4 separate regions of the Mus musculus genome follow, and all the other regions are linked to region 2. A link is a contact called in public Hi-C and promoter capture Hi-C data. All regions are on one chromosome and are shown on one strand. Each heading gives the region's core, a stretch centred on a gene start, on an enhancer-like site or on the middle of the called end of the contact. The rest is flanking DNA. Distances are from core to core; before and after follow the strand shown. Region 1 holds the start of Mmd (monocyte to macrophage differentiation-associated). Region 2 holds the start of Utp18 (UTP18 small subunit processome component). Region 3 holds the start of Tmem100 (transmembrane protein 100). Region 4 holds the start of Tom1l1 (target of myb1-like 1 (chicken)).

Evidence for each region. Promoter capture Hi-C pulls out the DNA fragments that hold promoters and counts their contacts. A called contact is a pair of places that touch in the nucleus more often than the background predicts.
Region 1: a promoter capture Hi-C map of pre-B cells shows a contact between it and region 2. The contact joins the promoter of Mmd here to the promoter of Utp18 in region 2. A contact is called at or near these places in 4 of 39 promoter capture datasets (cranial neural crest, frontonasal cranial neural crest, maxillary cranial neural crest and 1 more) and 1 of 484 Hi-C or Micro-C datasets (CD4 T cells).
Region 3: a Hi-C map of B cells shows a contact between it and region 2, with 5 read pairs. The contact joins the promoter of Tmem100 here to the promoter of Utp18 in region 2. A contact is called at or near these places in 1 of 39 promoter capture datasets (cranial neural crest) and 1 of 484 Hi-C or Micro-C datasets (B cells).
Region 4: a contact with region 2 is called in a promoter capture Hi-C map of second pharyngeal arch cranial neural crest. The contact joins the promoter of Tom1l1 here to the promoter of Utp18 in region 2. A contact is called at or near these places in 5 of 39 promoter capture datasets (cranial neural crest, frontonasal cranial neural crest, hematopoietic stem and progenitor cells and 2 more) and 1 of 484 Hi-C or Micro-C datasets (the G1E-ER4 cell line).

What each region holds. Positions count from the first base shown.
Region 1 is chr11:90,247,908-90,251,142 of GRCm38.p6, forward strand. It overlaps Mmd (monocyte to macrophage differentiation-associated), which reads left to right and starts at 1,569. Exons shown (of 7, transcript NM_026178.2): 1 at 1,569-1,828. The coding sequence starts at 1,803.
Region 2 is chr11:93,884,202-93,887,289 of GRCm38.p6, forward strand. Utp18 (UTP18 small subunit processome component) reads right to left here and starts at 1,565. Exons shown (of 14, transcript NM_001013375.1): 1 at 1,133-1,565. The coding sequence starts at 1,456. It overlaps Mbtd1 (mbt domain containing 1), which reads left to right and starts at 1,970. Exons shown (of 16, transcript NM_134012.4): 1 at 1,970-2,215. RefSeq lists enhancers at 1,567-1,599, 1,794-1,836, 1,849-1,882 and a cis regulatory region at 1,580-1,587.
Region 3 is chr11:90,028,688-90,031,778 of GRCm38.p6, forward strand. It overlaps Tmem100 (transmembrane protein 100), which reads left to right and starts at 1,661. Exons shown (of 3, transcript NM_026433.2): 1 at 1,661-2,056.
Region 4 is chr11:90,686,337-90,689,224 of GRCm38.p6, forward strand. It overlaps Tom1l1 (target of myb1-like 1 (chicken)), which reads right to left and starts at 1,265. Exons shown (of 16, transcript NM_001357543.1): 1 at 1,177-1,265. The coding sequence starts at 1,234.

The sequences.
Region 1 (3,235 bases), core at 319-2,818, 3.6 Mb before region 2:
GGGAGAGGCCGTTGGCATACTGACCTGATGGTATCTGGTGCTTCGTGTTAGAGGAAGCTATGTAGGAATCTGTTTTGCATCGGGCAAGTTTCTTTTTCACTCCCTGATCCTCTTTTACATTGATGACTCCCCAACCCCCACTTCTCTACATTTAACATATGAGAGAAAACATTTAACATTTGTATTTCTGAGCCTGGTTTATTTATTTCATTTCATATGATGATATCTAGTTCCATCCATTTCTCTGTTCCCAGAAATGTAGTTACTCGTAACCCCCCCCCCCCCCACACACACACACTGAAGAACAATCCAGTCCTCCTCTATTGGAGCCGATTGTCCTTTTAAACCAAGTGTGCAGCTTTGGAATGGAAAGATCACTCCCGAGTCTTCATTTTTTTCCTTCTGGCTGACTAATTTTCCATGCTGTCTCTAGACACACACACCACATTTTCTTTCTACATCCTTTGGTAGGCACCTACACTAATATAATAACTTGGCTATTGTAAACAGTGCCACCTTTCAAAGCCTTGGCCTCCATACCTGTGAAATGAGTAACATAATTTTGAACCTAAGGATTCCTTCCAAGATCAAAGCAATTGTTGTGGAAAGCACCCCGGGGCACTTAAAGAGAAGGACACTAGAATGGTGGGTGAAACCATTCCCCGGCATCCCCCCATCTTTCATTCGTTTCAAAAAGAGTAAATACTGCTTCGAAGCTGGCCCTAAGTCCCTCAAGAAGGTGAAGTTTGAGGAGTGGGGGATGTGTGTGGGCAGGTTTCCTGGATGGGAGCACACCTGGATTTCAGGAGTGATGCTGACAGGTCCTGCACATGTCAATTCCTTTTTTCCAGTATTCTTCTGAGTGTATTCACTACCTCTTATCTCTTCTCTCCCTAGGATCTGCTCTTCTGGCAAGTCCTTTTAGCTTTACAGAGGTTTAGCAAAAGGGGCCGATTCAAGTCTACTCTTTCCTTGGAAATTTCTTGGGTTAAAAAATAGAAAATAAAATGGAGGACGTAAAAAGATCTCTCCAGAAGAATCCCCCTGGAGAAATTCCAATCTCTTCTTTATAGGACAGCCGTGTTACTAATCCGTCTTTACACAGCGTAAAAGGTGAAGAAATAAATGAAAGGAAGGACGCAGAAATGAATGAAGGCTGGATAAACGATATGGGGCCAAGATTAGAAGGCAGAGATAGATTCTTGCTCGCTGCCACTTCCGGCACAGCTGCTTCTAAGATTGTGGGCCATCTCCTACACACCGTTGTTCCTTCCTCTCTGTTGCAGCTCACACGCTCAAAGCTTTAATGCAGAGCACCGCCCTCCCAGCGCTCCTCCCCTTTCGGCTAGCCACACCCCTCGGCTCTGAGGTTCCGCCCCACCTACCGAGCTTCAAGGGAAATGAATGGCAGCGGAGCCCTGCGCCGCTCCGGACACTGATTGGCCACTGGGCGCGGTGACGCGCAGGTGGCTGCGGGCGCACGCAGCGAGAGCAGCGGGCAGGGGCGGAGCCGGGCTCCGGGGCGGGGCCCAGGCACCCGGGGGCGGAGGAGCCAGGGAGGCGGGAGGCGGGAGGCGCCGGGGCCGTTTAAGCGGCCTCCCTCCCGCCCCCAGGCGCCTGCTCTGGCCCGGGCCCTGTGCTGACCGACCCCCGGTGTGGCCCACTCCGGCCCTGCCCAGTTGCGTGGCTCCCGCCTGGCACGCCAGCGGCCTCGGAGCAGCTCAAGCCCATGAGGCCGGCGCGCCCTGCCGCCGGTGCAAAAGAGACGGAGCTCCCGGCCCCCGCGGTGGAGCGGTGGATCAATGCGGTTCAGGAATCGATTCCAGCGGTGAGAGTTCTGCGGGGAACGTGCTCCGTCCCGGGGGATCCCGAGCCCTGACGAGGACCGGCTCCCGGGAAGACTCGCAGTTCTGCGATCCCCTTCCTCCAGGCAGCTTGGGATCTGTGCCCCGGGACCCCGCATCTGCTTTGCCTCCTCCATCCGCTTGCAAACCTAGCTTGGCCCTTGAGATCCCCATCCAGACACCGCTGCTGCTAGCTTCTAGCAGACTACTCCAGCCTCAGAGCCCCCTCCCCACGACTCCACTCAGGGCCTCCACCCTTATACAAACCCCAACGTGAGGTCTCTTAAGGCTGCTGCAGCACCCTGTGGCGATGTTTGTCTTACAGCGGGTAGGAGGTCTGGCCTGAGCTTTTTGAGGTGTTTTGTCGGTGGTTGGCCCTAGAGACAGGGAAACTGAGGCACGCTTCTCTAGGTCCAGCTTTCCTGATGGTGTCCGGAGGGGTTGTGTGTCTCGGGCTAAGAACCTAATGGTGTGCTATTTGGGGGATTTTTTTTTGGCAGGGGCAAGTTAGCATTCAGGTGGAGAGACATGCCTTTGAGAAACCTGGTTTTAGGAAATAGGGAGAAAGAACGGAGGAGGCGCCACCGGAAGGCGGGTTGTCTGCTCTACACTAAAGAGGTGGTAGGGTAGCCCGACTTGAGGGACATAGTGTGGCCCTTCTCTCCCGGGTGGATTACCTGCGTGGAAGGAATGATGAAGGCTGCCGACCTATTGTTCCCAAAGAAAGCTCTGGGCTTTAATGTTTCTAAGTGGGTGAAAGTTCACCCATGGGGTTTCTGGTAACTCCATCCCTTTGTCTGAGCCTGGCAGCCATACCCATTCCCAGCCCTTCACCACCAACAGGGTAGCCTAGTGTGATGTACCAGAGAATTCAAAAGCAGAAATGCTTAAAATCTTCCGAGCAGGCTATTGAGTTTGAAGTGGTCTTTCTTTTTATTTTAAAATGTAAACACACCATTTAGTTTTCCTTTCCCTTCTTTCCCCTGTTCACTCATTAATGCTTATCTCATTTCTTCCAGTCTCAAAGGGTAAAAGAGCCAACACAACATGCACAGGATGAGGGTGGTCTTTGCGCTCAGTATTGGGGGAGATCGGCTTGAAGATTTGGATTGCTTTCTGAATATTGCTTATTACTTGGTGGCTGGAAGTCTGGCACTATCGTTGGAGGAGAACTACGTCTCTATGTCAAAGGCAGAAAGGAACCTTGGTCTTTCTCGTTTAGAACCACAGTGGATTTAAGAGACTCTGTAACGTGTGTGAACCTCATGTCCTGTGCGTGTGGGTTGTTTGTCTGATTCTTTCCTTTGCATGTCTTTGTGGGCTTCCTGCTTTCAGAGACCAGTAGCTATATTCTGCAAAATTACCCCTTCCCTATTTGACGAAGAGTTTGG
Region 2 (3,088 bases), core at 315-2,814:
CCATCTCCACCTTCTTCAAACTTTATACCACACCCACACACTCGAAACCTAAACCTAGCACTCAAAAAAAAAAAAAAAAAAAAAAAAAACCCTTCAAATGATCTGAGCTTTCTCCCAACCTACAGGGCAGTGTCCAAGGAGCCAACTGCAGTATCCACCAGCACTGCTGATTTAAGATCTTTCAAAGCCCATCAAGTGAGTCCTTTGGATACAGAACTGTCCCACAGCTCTTAACATAACTGGTCTCCACCTCCCAAAGAAGGCTGCTGCAGCTCTCCATCAAAGCACCCACACAAAGGGTGAACTAAGCAAATGCTGATATTCCCATTGAGTCAGTCAGCTTACCCTATCTAAAAGACGTCTTCACATATATTTAAATCCCTTTCTCAAATGTTTTCATTTTCCTCTCCACCAACATACTTTAACTTTACTAGTCTTGTCTCTTTTATCTTGCTTTTTTACCACTACTAACACAAGTTCCAAGAGGGGTTCTTGTGGGATTCCTCCACTGCTGTGTCTCTACCCTTAGTCCAGGGACCAGGTATAGAACAAAAATAATAGCGCAAAGAGCATCAATCAGGAAGGATTTGCAATTGTTACAAGAGCTAGCAACCAAAGAAAGGTTAGAGATGAATACACACTGATCGTTCTCAAAAGCTGGGCGTGGGTATCACCCCGCGATGTTATTAAAATGCAGCTTTACGCCTTCTGCCCACGTATTGGTTCCATCCACTACGCGGAGTCGCGACAGGTGATCAAACGGTCACCCCTGTGGTTCCAGCAGAGGGTGTAAGAGCCCGAAGATGAGCGACTCTACTTTGCAGACATCCTTTGGCAAACCAAGCCGACAGTTGAGCGCCTGCTGGATGCGAAGCGCCGCAGCCCCTTTGGGGCGGAGAAAGGCAGCGTCCCCGCCCTCGCCAGCCAGCAGCCCAGAACCCGAGGCGAAAGAGCCGGACGGCGCCCCTCGGCGCCCGCGGTCGCCGGTCCCTCCCACCTGAGCACTCGCCGCCACAGGTCCCCCCCACCTCCAGGCTCCGCCCCCGGGGCCTCGCCTCCCGCCGCGCGCCCCGCCAGAGCGTGTGCCCGCTCGGCAGGCAGGCAGGCGGGCAGGCAGGCAGGCCTTCCTCACCCGCGAGCTCCGCAGCCGCTGCAGCAGCGCGTCCTCGTCGTCCTCGACATCGCCGAAGACGAGCTGCTCCAGGCAACGCTCGGCGGCCGGCTTATCGTCCTCTAGCGTCAGGCGGTTCCGCTGCCGGAGCCGGCTCTCCTCCTCCTCTGCCGCCGCCGCCGCGGATCCCGCGCTAGGGGCCGCCCTCGGCTCGGCCGGCTGTGTCCGTTGGGATGAACGGGCGGCCTTTGCGGGCGTGCTGCCGCTCCCGGGTCTGGCTTTCCTCCCCGGCGTTGCGCCGGCTCTCCGGTCTCGTCTCGTCCGGCTCTTGCGTTCGGGCGGCATCCTCAGGGCTGAGGGGAAAACGCCGACGTTCACGTGGAGTACCACTGCGCATGTGCCGGGGCGGCTCGCTCTTCTCCTCGGCCCGGCCCCGGGGAGCCGGAAGGAGTCTGCGCCGCCGCAAGCCACGTGACCGGCGCTCGCGCGCTACGTCACTCCCACTCCGTCCGGCGGCCCCGCCCCATGTGGGAGTTCCTCAGGGAAGGCCGATCTTCCGGGTGGAGGGGGAAGCGGCGTGACTGGAGTGGAAATTTTTCCCAACACAACTTCTCGGAGGCAACATATTGGAAGGGACTCGGGGAGGCCGGAGTCCAAATGGAAGTGGCTGAAAGAAACTTCTCGCCCTGCTGATTCTGAGCCCCGCGTCGTGCCGCGCGCCCTCAATTACCTCATCGACTTGTGGTCTTGGTACGGTCCTTAGAGTACGGCGCCTGCCGAGGGTCCCACGCTGGAGGGGAGAGAGGAGGGTACGTGGGGGAAGTGGGCCAATCGGGGCGCGGGTCACGGCGCAGGCGCGCTGGGGAGGGAGGGCTATGCTAATGTTGTTGATATCCTGGGGCCACCCGAGTTAAAAGGGGGGAAATCCGGGGGCTGCCACTGCTGTCGCTGGCCCTGGCCCAGCCGGGGGTCCCCCCTGTAGTCGCCGCAGTCCCGGGGAGAGGCACCGGCCCCCTGCTCGCGGGGGGGGAGGGGGCGCCGCGGGCTCGGGGAGCACGGACGGCCCCTACCCATGAGGCCCTGATGGAAAACACAAAGGATCTGGTGAGAGCCGAGCGCAGCGGCCGCTTTGTGTGCCAGGTTTGAGGGGGGGGGGCACGCCTGCGGCTGCCCGGCCCCCGGAACGCCGCAGCTCGGGGACCCCACTCGCGGGCCTGCTTCTTCATCCCACGCCCCCTCCGTCTCCGGAGCTCCCCTCCCCCTACTGGCCGTTAAACGTTCAGGGGTTCCCCTCCCCCCCTCAACCCCTGACTTAGGGTTCTCTTAGGGAGAAAAAAAAACATAAGAAAGTTTTTCCTCTGCTCCCTCCCAACCCCGTTCTGCTTGAAGGGAAAGATTAGATAGGAGACTTTGCCTTTTTTAGCTGCCAAGGGTGGGAGAGTGGTTTCTCGGGGGTGTGGGGGCAGGAGCATACAGAGTTTCGGGGCTTGGCTGGAGACGGAGCCCACCATTGTAGAGCCAGCGCCGAGAGGCATTTTGCACGTGGAGGTGCTGATACTGAAAGGGGGCGGGGTGGGCACGTGTGGGAGGGAGACGTAGGAGTGGTATCGGGGAGTCAGCCGCCAAGGCTGCTACTTGAGGGTTCCAAGTCAGTGGGCTTCCACCATCCGTACGTTCTCCTTTGTGAAAAAGAAATCCTGACATTTCAGAGTCGGAAGAGACACTAGAAGTCACCCAAAGCAGCCCAGCTTCTGACGAGTGGTAGGTAGTCTGACCTCTACTTAACCCTACATCCATATACCACGCACTGCAGCCTAGGAAAGCACCTTCGGTTTCTTTCAGTCTCTGATATTCACTTGCCTGCCCTTATTAGACCCTTCAGTCTCATTCATGTCGTGTCCTGGTTAAGTTGCTCCCTTTTTTACTTCTCAAATTTGTTCTCACATCCTCCTCACCCACCCACTGCTCATTGGCCTA
Region 3 (3,091 bases), core at 411-2,910, 3.9 Mb before region 2:
ACACACAATTCAACCATTAAGTTTCTTTTCAGGGTACTTGCTCAAAAGTAAACTGAATGATAGTGTGCTACCCTGTACCTCCCCCTTCCCTGAATGAGAACTATTCGTAGAATCTTAAGCAGTCAAAAACAATGGCCAATGGATGGGCACAAGGTAGAGACTCCTGGAGTTATGGCTTGGTTCAGCCACTTTCCCTAGTAGTATAGATCCGCTAAAGTATCACACAGTGCCAAGTCTCAGAATCTTGCACAGGAAAACACAAACAGCAGTCCTGGAGATGTGGCCTGGGTAGTGTGTGATCGATGCTTATGAACATTCACGTGCTCCGTTCCTCTTCATTCGGTGGACTGGGTAGGTCCACTCCGAATGGGGGAGTTGGTTCTAGAGTTAAGGCCGAACAAAGTGCTAGCCACCAGAAGCCAGGACAGGCAACTAAGAGGTCCAAGCTGTTCTTTCTCTCCACATGTGGATCTTAGGAGATTCCTGTGCCTGGAACTTGACCAACAAATAGTAAAGACATGTTTGTATCTAAAACACATTTTTTTCTTCTTCCTCTTACTACTGTTAGATCTTTCTACTTAAAAGAAAACTGCCTAGAGCATATTTGGGAGGGGAAATAACAAGAGTTGTTATCCCCAAAGCACACAAAAACACAGATCACTTTCCAAAATGCCCCTGATTTCAGAGTAAAATTGTTGACACACCCTTTAAAAAAAAAAAAGAGTTAGCTAGGAGAAAAGCTGGCCAGCTTCCCGAATTTCACTGAACTCAACGGGCCTTTGTGATGACAGAGATCTTCATGTGGTGATTGGACAGAGAGGAGCCTGAGGAACTGGCATCTTCCGGGATGCTGGAAACTAGCCAGCTCGACCACACCAAGCAAAAGCAAAAACGAAAGTGGGAGGGAGGGAGAATAATCAAACACACGTGAGGGCAGTTCTTCCCCAAATGCAAAGCACAAGTGTGCTCCCCAAAGAGAAACCGCCAGCGCACTTCAATGGCAGAGTGGAAACGCCCCCGGCAGGCTCCCACAGATGGGACCTGCACCAGTGACCTGTTTGTCCTGGAACTGGCCATCCTTCTTGCTTCCTTCCACTGCGGACCCTCCCTCCCCCTAAGCAACGGCTCCTTATTGCTAAGGAAGAGGAGATGCTTTTTAAGTAAGGGGGAATTCTCTCTGACGTAGTAAATCTCCTCACAGCGTTGTTTGTGATGTTCTTGGTGGCCTCAGTTCTTCTGAGATGTGGCAGTCCAGTGTGTTAGCAACCCCATGCAATCTGGCATCTTCACATAAGGAACACTCATTGGCGAACCAGCTTGCTTGACTTCATGGCGACAGGCCACCCAGGCACTACATACAGCCTTATCTCTTATCATCTATCGCTCTTCTTCAGGCTGGCCTCGAACTCAGAAGTCTGCCTGCCTCTGCCTTCCAAGTGCTGAGATTAAAGGCGTGTGCCATCAGTGCGCCGCTATCTATTACTCTTCTTATCACTTAAACCTCATGGTGACAAATCTGCAGAGGATCCCACTCTCCTTTCCGGAATTCTCCAATGGCTTGCCTTTACCCATCCCCACCCCTCCTCCCACACCCATCTCTCCACCCACCCCTACCCTTACTCCTCCACCGCTAATGTAGAAGACCGAAAAGGAGTTCTTTTCTGCAGCTTCACACTACAAAAGAGTGATATCGAAGACTAGGTTAGAGAAAACCATAAAAAAGAATGCTTGCATAAGGATTTTAAACGGGGGAAAGAAAACAGGAGAGATTTTTAGTGACTTTTTAAATAATTGGGTTATGATGGATTCACTCCTGTAATTACAGTGGATGGTGTGGGCACGGAAAAAAAAATAGAAAAGAAAAGGAAAACGTAGAGTAAAATACAACAGCGAGTAAGGAATTTCCTTTCACCAAATTGTCTCCGGTCCCTTAATGGTCTGTAAATCTTGCTGAGTACTTTGTGTACGGTCCCTAGCATGGTGATTTGCATCCCACTGTCGGCCTCGCTGTTGGCCGCCGCTTGCTGCTGTCTCAGTCCACTTCTGGCTGAGAAAGGTAAGGCTCGGTTTCCTTGCTCTTTGAAAGATCTGGGAGAGGCTTGTAGATTGTTTGCCGGGGTTCGCCCGGGGAGGACGGTTCATACACTCGGAAGTCTTCAGGAAAGTTTTCTAAACTTGAGCCTTCCCAAGCCCTGCGCTCAAAGGAAAAAAAAAAAAAAAAAGAACCAGGGAAATTTCCTCACTTTTCTGCACCAAGAGCTTGCAGAAAAAGAGACTGGATGCATTGTGATGAAAATTTGCACGTGGGGCCAGGTGTCGCTTCCCAGGGTGTTTAATACCAGCTAGGCACCCTGTGGGCGGAAGACTGGACATTCAAAGGCGTTTTTGCATGTTTTGCTGTGAAAAATCTTTTTGAATTTCTTCTTAAGAGATAAAGTTGGTTAAAGATGCTTGTGCCCCCGGTTGCCCTGGTGCTTCTACCCTTTTCTTCCTGGCACAATTTCTGGTTAATCTCTGAGCTTTCCATTTCTTTAAATTTACCAGTTCAAATCAGGAGTTGTCTAATTTTGGAGACTGGCATCTTCTTACCTAGACAGATGCCTTTACACTGTGCTGGGACAGTGGCGCGGAGCGCCACACCTGAAACCATGAGAAGCCGAAGCTTCCAAGTTAGAAGTAGCAGCAAACCTGTGGCCTTGCACCCTGGAGGCACAGCTCTGTTCAGTGTCTCTCCTTACCGTTTCATCCTGGGGCTCGCCATGGGAAAGGATGCCTCTCTCCCCTGTAGGTTCATTTCTTTACCTTCGGCTTAGGAAGCAAGGGAAAATGATCTTCCACTAGGATATGGTGATGTTCAGAACTTCCTGGCTGCTACTGGGGATTTGCTTAATATACAGTAAATGGCCTGTGCTAGGAATCAGGGAGGTCTTGCCCCAAAGGCAGGAGTTCCCAAGTGGGAAGCAGCTCTCTTTGAGGGTTTCTATTTGATGTAGCCTAGACCCTAGGTCACCATCTTCTGAATACCCTGGTTCCAAATATGCCCAATCTCGCCATCCAGCGATGTCACTAGTTATACGTGAGACTCCATTTC
Region 4 (2,888 bases), core at 15-2,514, 3.2 Mb before region 2:
GGGTATCTTAACAGTGGATGCTGCAGAATATGGCCATTCTCCTTATCACCAGGTAAGTTCCCTGGGGGATGGGACTATGCCTTCCCGAAGGCATCCAGCTAGTAGTTCTAAATGTTTTCAAAACTAAGGGATAATCGGACATTGCCGAAGTGCCTTTTGCCTGCGAAGCTTCAGCGAGGATCCATTTCTGCTCGGAACTCGTTCTAAGACATACTATTCAGCAAGGAGATGGGCAGTTACAGTGCTTTTCCTAGAGGGCAGCTCTCTTGCAGTATTGTAAAGATGTGGAAACTCAGGTTTAAGTTCAAAGGTGCGGCCCATCCCCGCAGCAGTTAGTTTAACTTACTTCCAATCTAAACTTTCTGAGACTGAGTCTTAGAACTACCAGGTTCATAGGATTTCATCACCCCACCAAGTTCCCAACAGTTTGCCTGTCATTAATACACCCTGGTGCCACACCCTGTCCCCAAGGGAGGGGGCAGGGTAAAGAAGGGAGCTGAGGTGGCAAAAAGCCAATTGTATGTAGTCAGTGACTTCTGCATCCACCTCTGTAATTCAGAACACAAACACAAGGGATAAGGAAGGACCAGGCTGGCTGGATTGGAGGGTGATGCGTGGTCTAAGAGCCTCAGTGACTGCAGACGGCCCCTCTCCCAATCTCCCTCTTTAAGCAAAAGGCCGGCTCACATCGCTTGGGCTGTGCGCTGGAGAAAATTGGTTTGGAGAAACCTGCCTCTCAGGGTGAGATCACGTCAATTAGCGTCTCAGATCTCTCTTTCTGGTCTGTAAAATGGGTATAACAATAAGGTGCTGAGAGTGGACGACGCACTTTATGAAGAACCTTCCCCGGGTCAAGAAGTTTCCACTTTCTCCTCCCAGCGGTCCCAATACTCCACGCAGTGCTGTGCTGCGGGCCACCTGCTTGCTCCACTCGCCCAGCATTTTGAACTTTGCATTTTTTTCGGAGAGGTTCTGGTATGAGTGAGCCAAACTCAGAAAGGTGGAAAGTGGCCGCAGGTGGCACGCAGGTGGCGTGGGAAAGCTGCGGGGGAGGGTAGCATTTCCTCCGACTTGGTCCAACTCGCCCCCCACCCTCCAATCGAGAATGGAGTGGAACCGGCAAAGCTCCCACGGTTCCCCAAGCCAGCCGGGATGTTACTCCCTGCGCCTCCTTACCTATGAGGTGACCCACAGAGGTAGCGTAAGGATCGCGGTGACTCTTCCCAAACGCCATGGTAGCTCCAGAGAGCCCTCCCAGGAAATCCGCCTCCACCGCCCTCCGACTCCACCCGCTCCGTGCCCGAGGCTCCTCCTCTCCGCTCCAGCGCTTGGCTGCCGCGGAGAGGCGCCAGGCAGCGAGCAGGGCGGGGACCCGGGGGACTTGGCGCACCTGCCGCGTGCTCCTGGCGCTTCCCGCACCTCGTGACTCTAGGTGGGCTGGGAGCCCGGGTGGAGTGATGTGACTCCGCACCCCGGGCCTGCGAACTCAGAGTCCAGCTCCAACATCTCCACCGCAGGGCTGAAGACCGCTCCCCTCTCTTTGGAGACTAGACAGTGTGGGATTAGTTGCTAACACAGACTCGAGGGTTATTGCTAAGGTTTATTCAGACAAGGACATAGACCTCTCAAGTCACACACCTCCAGAACAATGAGACTTCGCCTATCACCACTCCGGAGGTCCCTGAACCGATTTTTGCGCCCTACCCTTTAAATCTACGGAACTGGGAGGAGGATGGGCTGTCTAGGAGAGCCAAGACCTCCCTTGAGCCCGGGCTTTGTTTTTCACCCGTTTCCAAGAGGGACCACGAGGCGCCACCACACAAGCTTTTGGCTTCTAGCTCTATCTCCTAGGAACCCTGCTTTCCAGCCTTATGGTGAAAGGAGAGAGGGGCCTTTCCTGGGGCTCTGGCAGGAAATATGTTTGGTATGTAAATCCACATTAAGAAACCAAACCTCTCTGTTTCTATTTGAACCAAGATTTCTTTTTCCTTTTCCGCGGCACGGCTAACATCAGATACCCATGCTTCTGATCTGTAGGATGCCTCCTGAGACGATGGGCTACTCTGCTGGTAGATTTTGCTTCCTGTAGCTAACTGGGACTGAGCTTCACATTAATAGTGGGTTTATTCCCCCCACCCCGAAATGGTGACTAGAAAGAGCAGGAGGACCTGGCCTGACTCATGTTTTTGGTCTTCCATATTTTAGCATAGATGTCAAAACCAATTACATTATGCTCCAAGTGGCTATCATTTGTTGTATTGATCCGGAATCTTCCTCCACCTCCCCCTGTTTGTCCTCCTCCATGAGTGAGTTAACATCGGGATCCTACAATGTAAAATACGGCATTTTTGTTATGATGGTGTTTCTTATGATGAGGTCAGTCCTACCTGAAATAGGACATGCCTATCAGGCTCACTAGCTGTTTCATGTGGTGCGATCTCTCCACTGTGGCAGTCAAGTAGTCTTTACAGCTGATGTTGAAAACCTCTTTTGGCTCTCTCAGCAGCCTGATCTCTGTCTGTCCCTAGCAAATCATTTTGCCTTCATTGCCGTGTGTGATGGGGCAACATTAAGAAGAAAGTCAAAGGCTGGAGAGATGGCTTAGCAGTTAAGAGCACTGACTCCTCTTCCAAAGGTCCTGAGTTCAATTCCCAGCAACCACATGGTGGCTCCCAACCATCTGTAATGGTATCTGATGCCATCTTCTGGTGTGTCTGAAGACAGCTACAAGTGTACTCATATACATAAAATAAATAAATCTTTTTTAAAAGGAGGTGGAGAGGAGAAGGTCAAGTTCTGCCTAAGCTGAAGTGATGATGACTTTCTGTCAGGAAAGAGAAGTTGGATGGAACCCAGGATCCCCGTAGATCATTTATCCCTGCTTCTAC